Regions from separate parts of the Mus musculus genome. Here region 2 is linked to region 1. The links are chromatin contacts, called in public promoter capture Hi-C maps. All regions are on one chromosome and are shown on one strand. The core of a region is the stretch at or near the end of the contact, and the rest is flanking DNA. Distances in the headings are between cores, read along the strand shown. Region 1 holds the start of P3h2 (prolyl 3-hydroxylase 2). Region 2 holds the start of Gmnc (geminin coiled-coil domain containing).

What was found. Promoter capture Hi-C pulls out the DNA fragments that hold promoters and counts their contacts.
Region 2: a contact with region 1 is called in a promoter capture Hi-C map of stem cell-derived epiblast-like cells, with 3 times the contacts expected there. The contact joins the promoter of Gmnc here to the promoter of P3h2 in region 1. A contact is called at or near these places in 4 of 39 promoter capture datasets (the 3T3-L1 cell line, embryonic stem cells, hippocampal neurons and 1 more) and 1 of 9 other capture datasets (pancreatic islet).

What each region holds. Positions count from the first base shown.
Region 1 is chr16:26,103,120-26,109,477 of GRCm38.p6, reverse strand. P3h2 (prolyl 3-hydroxylase 2) reads left to right here and starts at 3,665. Exons shown (of 15, transcript NM_173379.3): 1 at 3,665-4,262. The coding sequence starts at 3,795.
Region 2 is chr16:26,988,376-26,994,733 of GRCm38.p6, reverse strand. Gmnc (geminin coiled-coil domain containing) reads left to right here and starts at 3,082. Exons shown (of 6, transcript NM_001013761.2): 1 at 3,082-3,261; 2 at 4,695-4,825. The coding sequence starts at 4,805.

The DNA of each region.
Region 1 (6,358 bases), core at 2,416-4,915:
CAGCATTGCCTCATTTTGGGTTTTCTTTATTGTGACTACTTCCCTTTTAGGCCTTGGATGGTTTTATTCAATTCCATCACCTGTTTGGTCGTGTTTTCCTGCAAATTTTAAAGGGATTTTGTGCTTCTTCTTTAAGGTCTTCTACCTGTTTAGGAGTGTTCTCCTGTATTTCTTTAAGTGAGTTATTAAAGTCCTTCTTGATGTCCTCTACCATCATCATGTGATATTCTTTTAAAATCAGGGACTATCTTTTTGGGTGTGTTGGGATGCCCAGGACTGGGTGGGGTGGGAGTGCTGCGTTCTGATGATGGTGAGTGGTCTTGGTTTCTGTTAGTAAGATTCTTACGTTTGCCTTTCGCCATTTGGTAATCTCTGGAGTTAGTTGTTGTAGTTGTCTCTGGTTAGATCTTGTCCCTCAGGTGTTTATGTTAGCTTCTATCAGCAGTCCTGGGAGACTAGATCTCTTCTGAGTTTCAGTGTTCAGGGTATTCTCTGCAGTCAAGCTCTCCTCTTGCAGGGAAGGTGCCCAGATATCTCGTGTTCGACCCTGCCTCCTGGCAGAAGTTGTGATCCACTCACAGAGGTCTTAAGATCCCGTGGAGGGTCCTGTGGGTAGCTTTCGGGTGTCCGCAGACTCAGCGCCCAAGCTACCCTTGTGCTGATGGTGACCGGAAAGGACTTGTGCTCCTGATCAGGCCGGGTTTTCTGCTTCCCTATTTAATGCAGTCTCAGGTCCCACGCGATTGGATTGGAGCAGCAGCTGTGTCTACTCACCAGAGGACTTAAGATCCTGTGGAGGGTCTTGTGGGTAGCCTGCTGGTGTCTGCAGACTCCGCACCCAAACTACCCCGGTGCTGGAGGAACTAGAAGGGACCTAATCAAACTTTTAAAGGCACATCTTAAGCTTTTTGCAGAAAGCAGATAGACATACAAATCCCTATACTCCAGAATCTCAGGCTTTGAACATGCCCATAGCACATGGAGCCCTACCTCACAGACTTACTCCTCAGTATGAGGCATTTATAGAGACAGTGGTTTTTAACCTTGGTTTCAGAAAAGAAACAACTGGGAAGCATCTGCAAATCTCATTGGTTAGGTCGTTATCTTTGTCAGGGTTTCACTGCTATGAAGAGGCACCATGCCGGGCATGGTGTCACACACCTTTAATCCCAGTACTCGGGAGGCACAGGCAGGTGGATTTCTGAGTTCGAGGCCAGCCTGGTCTACAAAGTGAGTTCCAGGACAGCCAGGGCTATACAGAGAAACCCTGTCTCGAAAAAAAAAAAAAAAAAAAAAAAAAAAGGCACCATGACCAAAGCAACTCTAACAAAGAAGAGCGTTTAATTTGGGGGCTGGCTTACAGTTTCAGAGGTTCATCATTACCATTTTGAAGGAAAGAATGACAATATCCAGGGAGACGAGATGCTGGAGAAGGAGATGAGAGTTCTATATCTTGATCAGAAGGCAGCCATGAGGATGCTCTGATTTCATACTAGGTAGAAGTCAGGCATAGGAGGCCTCAAAGCCCACCTCCACAGTGACACACTACCTCCATCACCTACTCCAATAAGACCACATCTTCTGATAGTGCCACTCCCCATAGACTAAGCATTGAAACATGTGAATCTAGCAGAGCCAAAGCTATTTAGTACTACACTATACCAATTGAATCAGAATCCCTCAGAGCTAGGACCAAATATAAATTTTTATCATCTCATTCCAATGTTTTAAAAAATCTGAAGGGTTACTTAAGTGAATAATCAACCATATGTTGTAGAGAAGTACAACACAAAGCTTAAAAGACACGCCCCAACTGGGAGCCACTAGGTTGTTTGTGAGCTATGGACTATAGGCTTTGAATTCTGTCTAGGGTCTTTTCTCCTAAGTTTTTTTTTAGCTTTGTCCTGCAGAAGGTTTAGCAACTATTTTATCAGAGCACATTGAATTCCACTTAGTATGTTCTACATTTTTAGTTTGTATCAGACTCCTGTGACCTGTGTTCATTTCCTGCATTTCACTGTAAACTTGCAGAAGTGAGGACACTGGTATGATCACATCTTCTTTCCCCCATCATCCACACACCAGGGGCAGGCACTTAGAGATATTAATTTAGTGACACGTGTTCAGTGATATAGGAATGTCTATGATGTAGAGCTGAGACATGCAAAATTATCTTCACAGCTGATCTGTCTCCTAGATAGCATTTTTTATTCCGTGTGCTTCAAACCCTTCTCCAAATAGATCCATAATTTTAGACTCTGCCACCTTTATCTGAACAGTTCATCACCAGGAGAAAAAAAAAAAAAACTCTTTGCTAATTCTGGAGCACTGACCATCTAAGGCAAGATTTGCCATGAATGGAAATAGACAATTTTGAGAATTTTGGTGTAAAAATTAATATGTACATGAATCAGTTTTTTTTTTTCAGAGTTATTTAGCCAGCGCGGTTCATGGCCAAAAGGGTGAGAAACTCAACAAGAAGAAGGGAAAGGTTGCGACACTAGCCACCTTTTTTGAATAGTGACCATTTTACACAAAGACTTTCTTCAGCAAATTCGGGTCAGTTGGACAATATATGCGGTTCTTTCCCGTTGGTTATCTTTCCAATGGCCCAGAGACTGAGGTGAGATTCCCACAGACAGTTCCAGACAAACAGAAGTCCTCCCAGGGAATTGCAGGCTGGACTCCAGAGTCTAACACACTTTCCCCCCCTTTTTCTGGGAGTGTGGAGCCAAGGGACAGAAAAGAGGGGAACACCTTGGCTAAGAAGGTATTTATGACCCAACAGACGGGGAGGAACAGGAAAGCCTCCAGCTAGTTCCTTGGACTCTGGCAGCTGTTTCTGTCAAGTTTCCCACTTCTAGATTGATGTTCATTGCTTAAGTCCTGGGGTACTGGGTTTGTTAAACTGACTCTTTGTTCAACTCTCACAATAGGGATTTATGTCTGAATATCACTGGACATGTTGGGCATTTGGCTGCTTTGGATGAGGTAAGTAACAGAGGCCCAGTGCACATCTGGAAAACTGCCAAAGGCAGAACTTAATGTACAGCTCCACTTTCCTCCAGCGGTCTGAACAGGAAACTCGGGTTATTTATCGTTCTTGCCCAGTCTTCACATTCAATACAGGAACACATCCACACTTAGCCATGGGAGAAAGCAAGAGGGAGGAGACCCTGCCCTACAGGAGGGCGGGAAGCTTCTATTTTTGTGGGGCAGAGCTAGGTTCATCCTTTGCTTATTCTTAGCTGTATAAACTTGGGCAAACCCCTTTCTCCTCAAACCTACTCAACTGGCCAGGGGCCCTCCTCCCCTTCTCTAGAGCTTTTCAGGCAGTCTGAAATGCCCCTTCATGTTGCATCTAAGAGTGAAGGACTGCAAAGAGCAAGTCCACATAGATTCCAGAAAACGACTGTGGACCTCACTTCCCCAAGTGCTGAAGATAAAGCAACACCATCGTCTTCTGCCACCCACAAGGGACCCCACACGCAAAACTTGTCCCCAGGGGTCGGCCTCTCAGGACTGTGCTAGCTCTCAGGCAGCTGGAGCGCGGCTCGCGGAGGCTCGGCGGCAGGAGGAGCGTGTGAGCTGGAGGCGTCCCTTTAAGAGCGGCCAGCTGGGCGAGCCTCCGCCTCCAGGACCGCAGCGCTGCCGGCGGTCACCTGGGGCTGTCGCGCAGCGGGATCACGGCAGGATCGGCTCGCTAGCCCTCGGAGTTGGAGCGGGGCTCGAACGTGAGTTGCGGTGGGGCAGGCAAGAAGCGCGACGATCTCCCTCCACGGGTCCGGCGGAGGATGCGGGAGAGCACGTGGGTGTCGCTGCTGTTGCTGCTACTGCTGCCCACACCGCAGCGGGGCGGCCCCCAGGACGGTCGCCGGTCCCCGGAGCCAGAGCCCGAGCGCGGCCCGCTGCAGCCCTTCGACCTGCTCTACGCCAGCGGCGTGGCTGCCTACTACAGCGGCGACTATGAGCGAGCGGTGCGGGACCTGGAAGCCGCCCTGAGCAGTCACCGGCGCCTACGGGACATCCGCACGCGCTGCGCCCGCCACTGCGCGGCGCGCCGTCCGCTCGCGCCCCCCGGCGCCGGCCCCGGAGCCGAGCTGCCCTTCTTCCGCGCGGTGCTGGAGCGGGCGCGCTGCTCCCGCAGCTGCCAGAGCCAGCGCCTGGGCGGCCCCGCGTCCCGCCACCGCGTCAGCGAGGACGTGCGCAGCGACTTCCAACGCAGAGTTCCCTACAACTACCTGCAGAGGGCCTACATCAAGGTACTGAACGTGGCTGCGCCCATCGCGGGTGACCCTAGGGTTGGCTTTGTGGGATAGGGGGTGGGGTGGGAGGGAGCATTGCTCTACACTCCATCCAGCCTTTCGCAGTGGCTCTGCTTTGCGTGCAAGTAGAAGCCCAGAGACTAGACTAGATGAAAGTGGGCAGATCAGCTTTGCTCTCTGTCTCAGCGTCCTCTTCACTCGCAAAAATGGGCTGTGCCAAGAAGAGCATATCAAAAGTGTCTTTCAACACTTCGGTGGTTGTGCTCTACCTAGACCTAGAGTAAATTCTTTGACATAGCCCACTCCTGATCTCCTTTTAGCTATCCCTCTTACTCTGCAGTCTGATCTTCTAAGTTTAAGAAACGGCCCTAAACGGTCCTAAAAGTTATTTCTCTTCAACTAAAGAAGAGCAACGAGATAAAAAGTCGTGGAGGAATGATGCTTGAAGCTGTATGAGGCAATCTACTGAAAGTGCGGATTTCTTTGGTACTGGTTTAGGTTCCTGGGGTTCCCACCATTTAGGACCACTTCACCTCAGATGCCCAGCGCTCTCTGCTTTTACTTGCGTCTATGTACCTTCCCCGGAGTTGCTGTCAGGAGGTATACAATCAAAACTGGCATACCCCAGAGCCCCAGTTAAAAAGACCTAACTAGCTGCATGGCAAAAATGTAGAATGAATTACCCAGCCCCTCACTTCCACAAACTCATGTTTCTCAGGGTCACATTTCTTATGCCTATCTTTCTGAGTCAATATATCCAGGTCTTTCAGACAGCAGTGGGAGGAGTTAATATGGTCACAACAGAGACCAGATCTCAAGAGCAGTGTGCATGGTGCTGAGGTTCAGGAGTTGACTAGTTCGGGTCAAGGACTGACAGAGAACCCAGAATTCTCTCCAGGACATGTGTGTTGTCTGTTCTCTTGTGCTTTCCAATGGATTTGCTGAAGACATGTATCACGCATAAATCTGCCTTTTAGAAAGAAAAGGGCACAGTTTTTCCTGTTCTTTCAGAAATTAGTCAGTTCTGGGGGAGGGACTAAGCTGGTTCCCAGAGCAGAATGTGAGTGATCCTGTCGTGTGGTCCTTTTGAGAGTCTGGGCTGCAAGGGGGAGATGTGGCCATTTTGCTGATGAGTCTGTAGCTCGTGGCAAATAGATTTTCTCTTCTCCGGACGAACAGGAGAAGAGAAGGATGCATACTCATCCTGTGAAAATAAACAGCCATGCAGTCAGCATGTGGATTTCTGTGATTCTGTAGGCATATATTTTTATGTAATATTAACATTTATTTCTCATCCCCTTACCCCTGGTCCCCAATGAGAGGTCAAAGAAGATGAAACCATAAGCCTAAGAGGCCTTTTCTAATGACTTTGATTAACATAACTGACAGATTCCGAGGAAGGAAATGTTTTTACCCCTATAGGAATTTGCTCATTACCACCTACAGGCTGCATTAGAATTCTTCTCTTCTCTGTGCTTCATGGAAACTCTAAGGTAGACTTGCCTTCTTCTCAGGGAGACACACACACACACTGACACACACACACTGACACACACACAAACACATATGCACCATTACCGCCATCTTTGGACTGTGGAATATTCACTAGCAGGGTGACCAGCTCTTGTGTATATGTGTATGGTCATAGTGCCATGTATAAGTGAATTTATATAGTCCGAAAGCCACATGAAACTGAATTGCTCTTGAGATCTGGGACCCAGTTTGCACTTAGGAGTCTATCGTAGCCTAGATATAACTCAGTGGAAACAGGAGGCTTCGCAGAGTTAAGGAAGAACAGGCATTCTCAACTAGAGGATAAACACACTGTGCTCGCTTTCAGGAGTAATATCCTTCCACACCCAGGATAATGAGCTCCTGGAGGCAACTGATCCCTGATGCTCATGTGTTGGAGATTAAGAAGAGATGAGAACTGTAAACTCTGACACTTTGCACTTCACTTTCTTTTTTGAGGGATGAAGATCGGGATGTCCAGAAGAAAGGGACTTGCTCCTTGTTACCTGAGTGGTGTTAGTTTGGCATGTTGATGGAGTGAGCCAAGGGCTTATCCAGAGTCAGTCCGGGTTCTCTGGCTA
Region 2 (6,358 bases), core at 1,833-4,332, 890 kb before region 1:
ACTCTGCATCTTTCATTATAACATCCTTAAAGAACTCAGTATATCATGTTCTTATTCTATGGAGATAAATTTCAAACTTTGAAAAGTTAAGCATCTTGATCAAGGTCATGTAGCTAATTAGTATCAGAGTCACAGTTAGGAACTAGACTCAGTCACTCCTCTAATCTGAAGCCCACATGCATGGAGTATTCTCTATCCCTTAGCTAAGTGATATAATTAGAATGAAGTCATGTACATGGGCAATTGTGGGTAGAGTCAAATATACTTTAAATTGTCCAGTGAAAACAGGAGCTGAAATAATTATTGCTTTTTAGTCATGGCAAAAATAATGAACCTGAGTTTTCCTTTCCCTTTTCTTTTTTAATTTTTTTTTTTTACGAATTCACTTTATATCTTACTCAGAGCTCCCCTCTCAGCCACCCCCGCCACACCTTACCCCTATCTCCCTCCCCCTCCTCTGAAAGGTTAGGCCCCCTTGGGTATCCCTCCACTATGGCTCTTCAAGTCTCAGAAAGGCTAGGCTCATCCTCTCCCACTGAGGCCAGAGAATGCAGCTCAGCTAGAAGAACATATCTCACATACAGACAATAGTTTTGGGGATATCCTTTGCTCCAGGTGTTCAGGACCCACCTAAAGACCAAGCTGCCCATCTACTACATATGTGCGGGAAAGCCTAGGCCTTCCTGTGGAGTCCTATCCCTCCGGGCCTGCATCCTTCCTCCTATTCATCCATAACAGTTTCCAAGCTCCATCCACTGTTTGGCTATGGGTGTCTGCATCTGTCTGATTTAGCTACGGAGTGGAACCTCTCAGAGAACAACATGCTTCTGTAGAAGATTCAGGACTATAATCTCAGAACTCATGAGGATGGGTAAGGAAATTATGGGTATATAGCCAGAAGAACCTGTCTCACACCAAAGCAAGACAGAGAGAGAGAGAGAAAGAGAGACAGACAGACAGACAGACACAGACACAGACACCACAGACACAGACACAGACACAGACACAGACACAGACACCACAGACACAGACACAGACACAGACACAGACACAGACACAGACACAGACACCACAGACACAGACACAGACACAGACACAGACACAGACACAGACACAGACAGAGACACAGGCACAGGCACAGGCACAGACACAGACACAGACACAGACACAGACACAGACACAGACACCACAGACACAGACACAGACACAGACACAGACACAGACACAGACACAGACACAGACACAGACACAGACACAGACACAGACACAGACACCACAGACACAGACACAGACACAGACACAGACACAGACAGAGACACAGGCACAGGCACAGGCACAGACACAGACACAGACACAGACACAGACACAGACACAGACACAGACACAGGCACAGGCACAGGCACAGGCACAGGCACAGGCACAGGCACAGGCACAGGCACAGGCACAGGCACAGGCACAGGCACAGGCACAGGCACAGGCACAGGCACAGGCACAGACACACAGAGACAGAAGAGAGAGAGACAGGGAGAAACTTAGTCTTAGAAAGTTGTAAACTTTAGATAAAAATGAGCCTATTGATAAAAACAATAAGTCCATTGTGGCCCATATTACGTGGAAACCTTTATAGTACAACAAACAATGTAGTGAAATGTTTAAATGTTTGTGCTTAAATCATAAATACTAGGAACTAGTTACTGGCTTGGTCCTTACAGGCACATACTACTCTTGTAAAGGACCAGAGTTCTGTTCCCAGCACCAGCATCCAGCTGTCCAGCAAGCTCACAACCACTGTAACTCCAAATCCAGGGGCATTTGATGCCTCTGGCCTCCTTGGCGCCTGCACCACAGGCACAAATCCATTGAGACACACACACACAGACACACAGACACACACACACACAGACACACAGACATACATGTTCACACATACAAATAGCAAAAGAAAATATAATGAGACAAGTCTGTTGCATATACGGAGACATAGTTATGAGAAAATATCCTATTTCATATGACTTGCTGTTGATCACTGAGTATGAATAAACACTATTTTATCTGATATATTTGTAAAAGTCACAGAATTCTTCAATTCTACAGTACTCTCTGTTTAGTTTTTAATTTTTTCATTTCTATAAAGTGCACTCAGTTGTTTTTTTTTTTTTAATCTAATAACCCACAAGCAATGTGATAACTCTTCTTCCAATTCTGTATACACCTGTGTTTTCCTTGAGGTAATTTGCACACAGAGGCCACACTTGCTGCTCTTATACACACTTTCTTGCAGCCCATTCCCCAAGGATTCTCTTATTCCTCTACTGTGGATCACATCAATAAAGAACGACATCTGTGCAGCTGATCATGGTGAGCCATTTCAGGTAGACCATGTGTTCTACCTTGACCTAACTTCTCATTTCTGTTCTCACCACTATGGCCAATTAATGCGAGACCTTTTAAGCAGCCAGTTGACTGGTCTGGTCGTGTGCCGGCTATCACCACAAGAGCTTAAGGGCCACAAATCTCTGTTATTACCAAGCTGTTGCTGCCAGAAGCACGCTGACTCCTGACAAAAAGAATAGATTAGGATCAGTCAAATCTCCCCCAGGCTTATCAGTGGGACTTTTAACCGCACCTTCTACCTCAAAGTTTCCCCTTCTCCTGCTTCCAAACACCTACGCAGCAGCAAGCTAACAAGGTGCCTGCCAAACCATATGTTCATAATTAGTTAACTTCTTTCCTGTCGCTAGAGGCACCACTCAGTCAGCAACAGCCGTCAAGGGTGTTGGGCATCCAATAAGACACAACCAGGCTGTACAGCCGCTCAGCCCAGCAGTAAAAGAGGCATACTTAATTCCAGCTGTGGCATTGTTAAGTGAATTAACTCTATCCTCAATTTAAAAAGCCAGCATGAAATCAAAGGGGACCTTGGAAAAGGAAAAAAAAAAATAGAGAGAAAATGAAAAAAAAAATGCTTGTAGGTTAACTCAAGAGTCCGGTGTGGTGAATGAAACTCAACTGGTTGGCCCATTCAGCCAATCATTGCAAGGCAGGTTTTTGGCATCAGTATTGCTCCTGGCACAAGTCTTCCTTTTATTTCCCAGTTCTGTGGTTAAGGTCTCCTGTTACAGACGGAGGGGACTGATGATATAATTGTTTATGAGCCAGCAGAACACATTTATAGGTAGTAGTGAGGTTTCCAGAGAGTAATGAGACGTTAAATGTTAGAGACAGTGGTGCACGATTCTGGCTAAGAAATTTCATCTCAAGGTAAGAGTGCTACATATAAACTTACATGTATGAATTTGCAGGTCTGGGCAATCTCTCTGGGAAATAGTTGTCACACAATGTGTGGGGGAGAAATGAGAACTTTCTGGAATTGTTTTAGTTGTTATTGACTGCACACAAAAAAAGCCCCTAATATTTTGAAAATGTATATATGGCTTTAAATGTGCCTATTCAATATAAATGGAAAGTTGATGAATACTTTTAGCAAATGTACATTCACATATGCATGCTGTGCCAAGCTTATCAATACAGCTTTTATTGAAGAAATAACACTAATAATAACAGCATCGAATAATATTGAATTTTGCTACCAGAATTTGGTAGCATTATTTTTTTAAAAACCTAGTATGACTATGTGGAATACATTTCTCAACTTTAAAAAAGGGTATATTTCCTGTAATTTAAATGTTACAATATTTTATTTTGAGTTTATATTCATGAATATATTATAGCAGTTAGAAAGAATAATCTTCATTGATGACATATATGGGACCAGGAATGTGGATATAAACACACGAGAAAGCAGAAGCAGTAGTTAAAATATAAAACTTAAGAATCCAGAAAATTAAATATAGATAGGAAACTGGCTACTTAAATAATGCTAATTTTAAGACTTGTGATTTTGTTGCTATTATTGTAAATCCTTTCATGAAGCAATCTGAGAATAGTCTACTGCCCCTTACAACTTAAGCCTCAGCTTGCGATCCAGTTTCATTGTCGATTACATAATCTCCACTATCATATTAAATAACCATTGAGGGTGGCAAGGGACTTGGGGCTTCTGAGTAACAGACATAATGATATGTGGCTTGAAGTGAATTAAGAAACAACTGATATGGTGTATAACCAGGGAATTAAAAGACATAAGTCAATGGGAAATTGCAGAAACCACAGATCGGTACAAGTTACAGGCAATTTTCTTAATAACCCTTTAGGATAATATTAGACAAGCTGCACAAAACCTCTTCACTACCCCCTGTGGGGCAAACTGGTTAACAATCAGAGCCAAAGGTTTGTTTTTAAACACAATTTGCCATCATAGAAAAAAATATTTTATTAGTGTCGCTAAGCAAGAAATAATTCTTTTTAAACCAAAAATAAAAGTATAAATTAATAAACTTACTTTTCCAGTTTAATCTTTCCTACATTCTTATTTGGGTGTGTTTTAATAAAAGAAAATTTAATTGACCCAAACTATAATCTTGTTTCAATAGCAAAAGACTTATTTGCGAGGTCATAGTGGGAGGTCTTTACAATTCACTTTCAGTGTGATTAATGTACAGTGAGATTTCACTTATTGTGAATATTATAACCAGGAACATAAGGAGGTGCAGATTAGACATGGGAAATTACATTGATTAGACACGGGGGACTGATTTTGAGAGCTCTTAAAATCTTTTAGCGTTTTTTTGCAGTAAGAAAAAGTGACTCGCTGAAGAAGGCGTTCGTGTGAGCTCACAGATGAGCATGATGCTTGACAAAAACTGAGCAGTGATGAGAATCACGGACTGGGCAACAAGAGGCTATGGAAGATGCTGTGTTCCAGGTTAGTGATGGGCTCCTGGCCAACGTGGTGCCAGTAAAACCGGTTAGAAAGAGGCAGAAACAAGAAATGCTAAGGACTGACTCAGAGGCTCTTTCTGGCAGAAGAGGGAGAGAGATGTTAATAATGCCAAACCAGCATGTGTTAATAAAATGTGAGTGTCAGAAAAAGCGTGAACACGAGTATATTAGAAGCCGGTTGTTGGTACACAGAATATGCGGAGTTTGCTGTCTGTCTAATTAGAATGGATCAGTGAGAATGCACAGCGAAGCAGAGGATAGGCAGGACCAGATGCCTGATGCTCAAGTGGAGCAGCTCTCCATTGGGATCCATTGTTGCAAAGAGAGTGGTGCATCCAAGGCAGTGTGTCTGGGTCCTAAAGTTTAGCGCCCTGTGTGAGGGAACAGCAGAGCCTACGTAGGTCAAGCCTACGATCAGGGATATTTGGAAAACGTTCTGAAAGCGGCTCTACAAGTCAATTCTGCACAGCCAGAAAAGGTAACAAAATTTTGTGAAGTTTAGAGAGCAAGCTTGAAGGAAACGGCTAGAAGTCAGAGAGTACTGGTATCCTTCAAATTCTTCTCTAAACCATGGGTGGTAAGGATGGAGTGACATCACACAGACAAAGGCAATGTTTTCCCGATGTTGGAACTTTGCAGCTATCATTACAGGGCAGCTTGAACAATGTGTCTTCCTTTCTAAGGTAATTCTATCTTTTTTTTTATAATTTATGTTTTATTCACTTTACATCCCCATCACAGCTCCACCACACACACACTCCTCTCCTCCCAGTCCTACCCTTACAACCCCCCCCCCATCGTCCCCTCCCTTTCTCCTTAGAGGAGGGGTCTGACCCCTTGGGTACCATCCCACCCTGCGATATCTAACACAGTTCTCAATCAGATTTCACCTGAGTGTTGCTTTAGCTTCATCACACACCTCATACGTGAAGTTTCTCTCTTTACCATTAATGTCAATGAAATAAGATCAGTGAGGTTTTGTAAGTAGAATTAAACACTCATTAATGAGAACACAAGAGCACAGTGTATCATTATTATTTTCAAGTAGGTTTTCACATTTTTTTGTGCACGTATGACCATGTGTGAGTGTGAGCAATGCATATGTGTGTCCGTGGAGGCCAAAGGAGAGTTTTAGGTCCCTTAAAACTGGAGCCATGAGGATTTGTGAGGGGCTTAGCAGGAATGCTGGGCACTGAACATACGTGCTCTGAAAGCACAGGGAGTGCTTGCAATAGCTGAGCTATCTCTCTAACTCCATAATTAACACTTTAAATATCAATATTTCTAAAATATTAACAAGAAAATGTTCAAAGTTATATGCATTCATAAATTCAAAGTGCTTATACATTTTTATTAGAGTAACTGTAATTTCATACTTATCTCAGTATCTCAGACAGTTTAACATTCTTTCTTCTCATACCAGATTATTACATGAATGTCTATTGAATAGATATATTAAAAACTAATTAAAGACATTTTCTGATGAGCTCAGCATTTTTCAGTTCTTCATTACAAT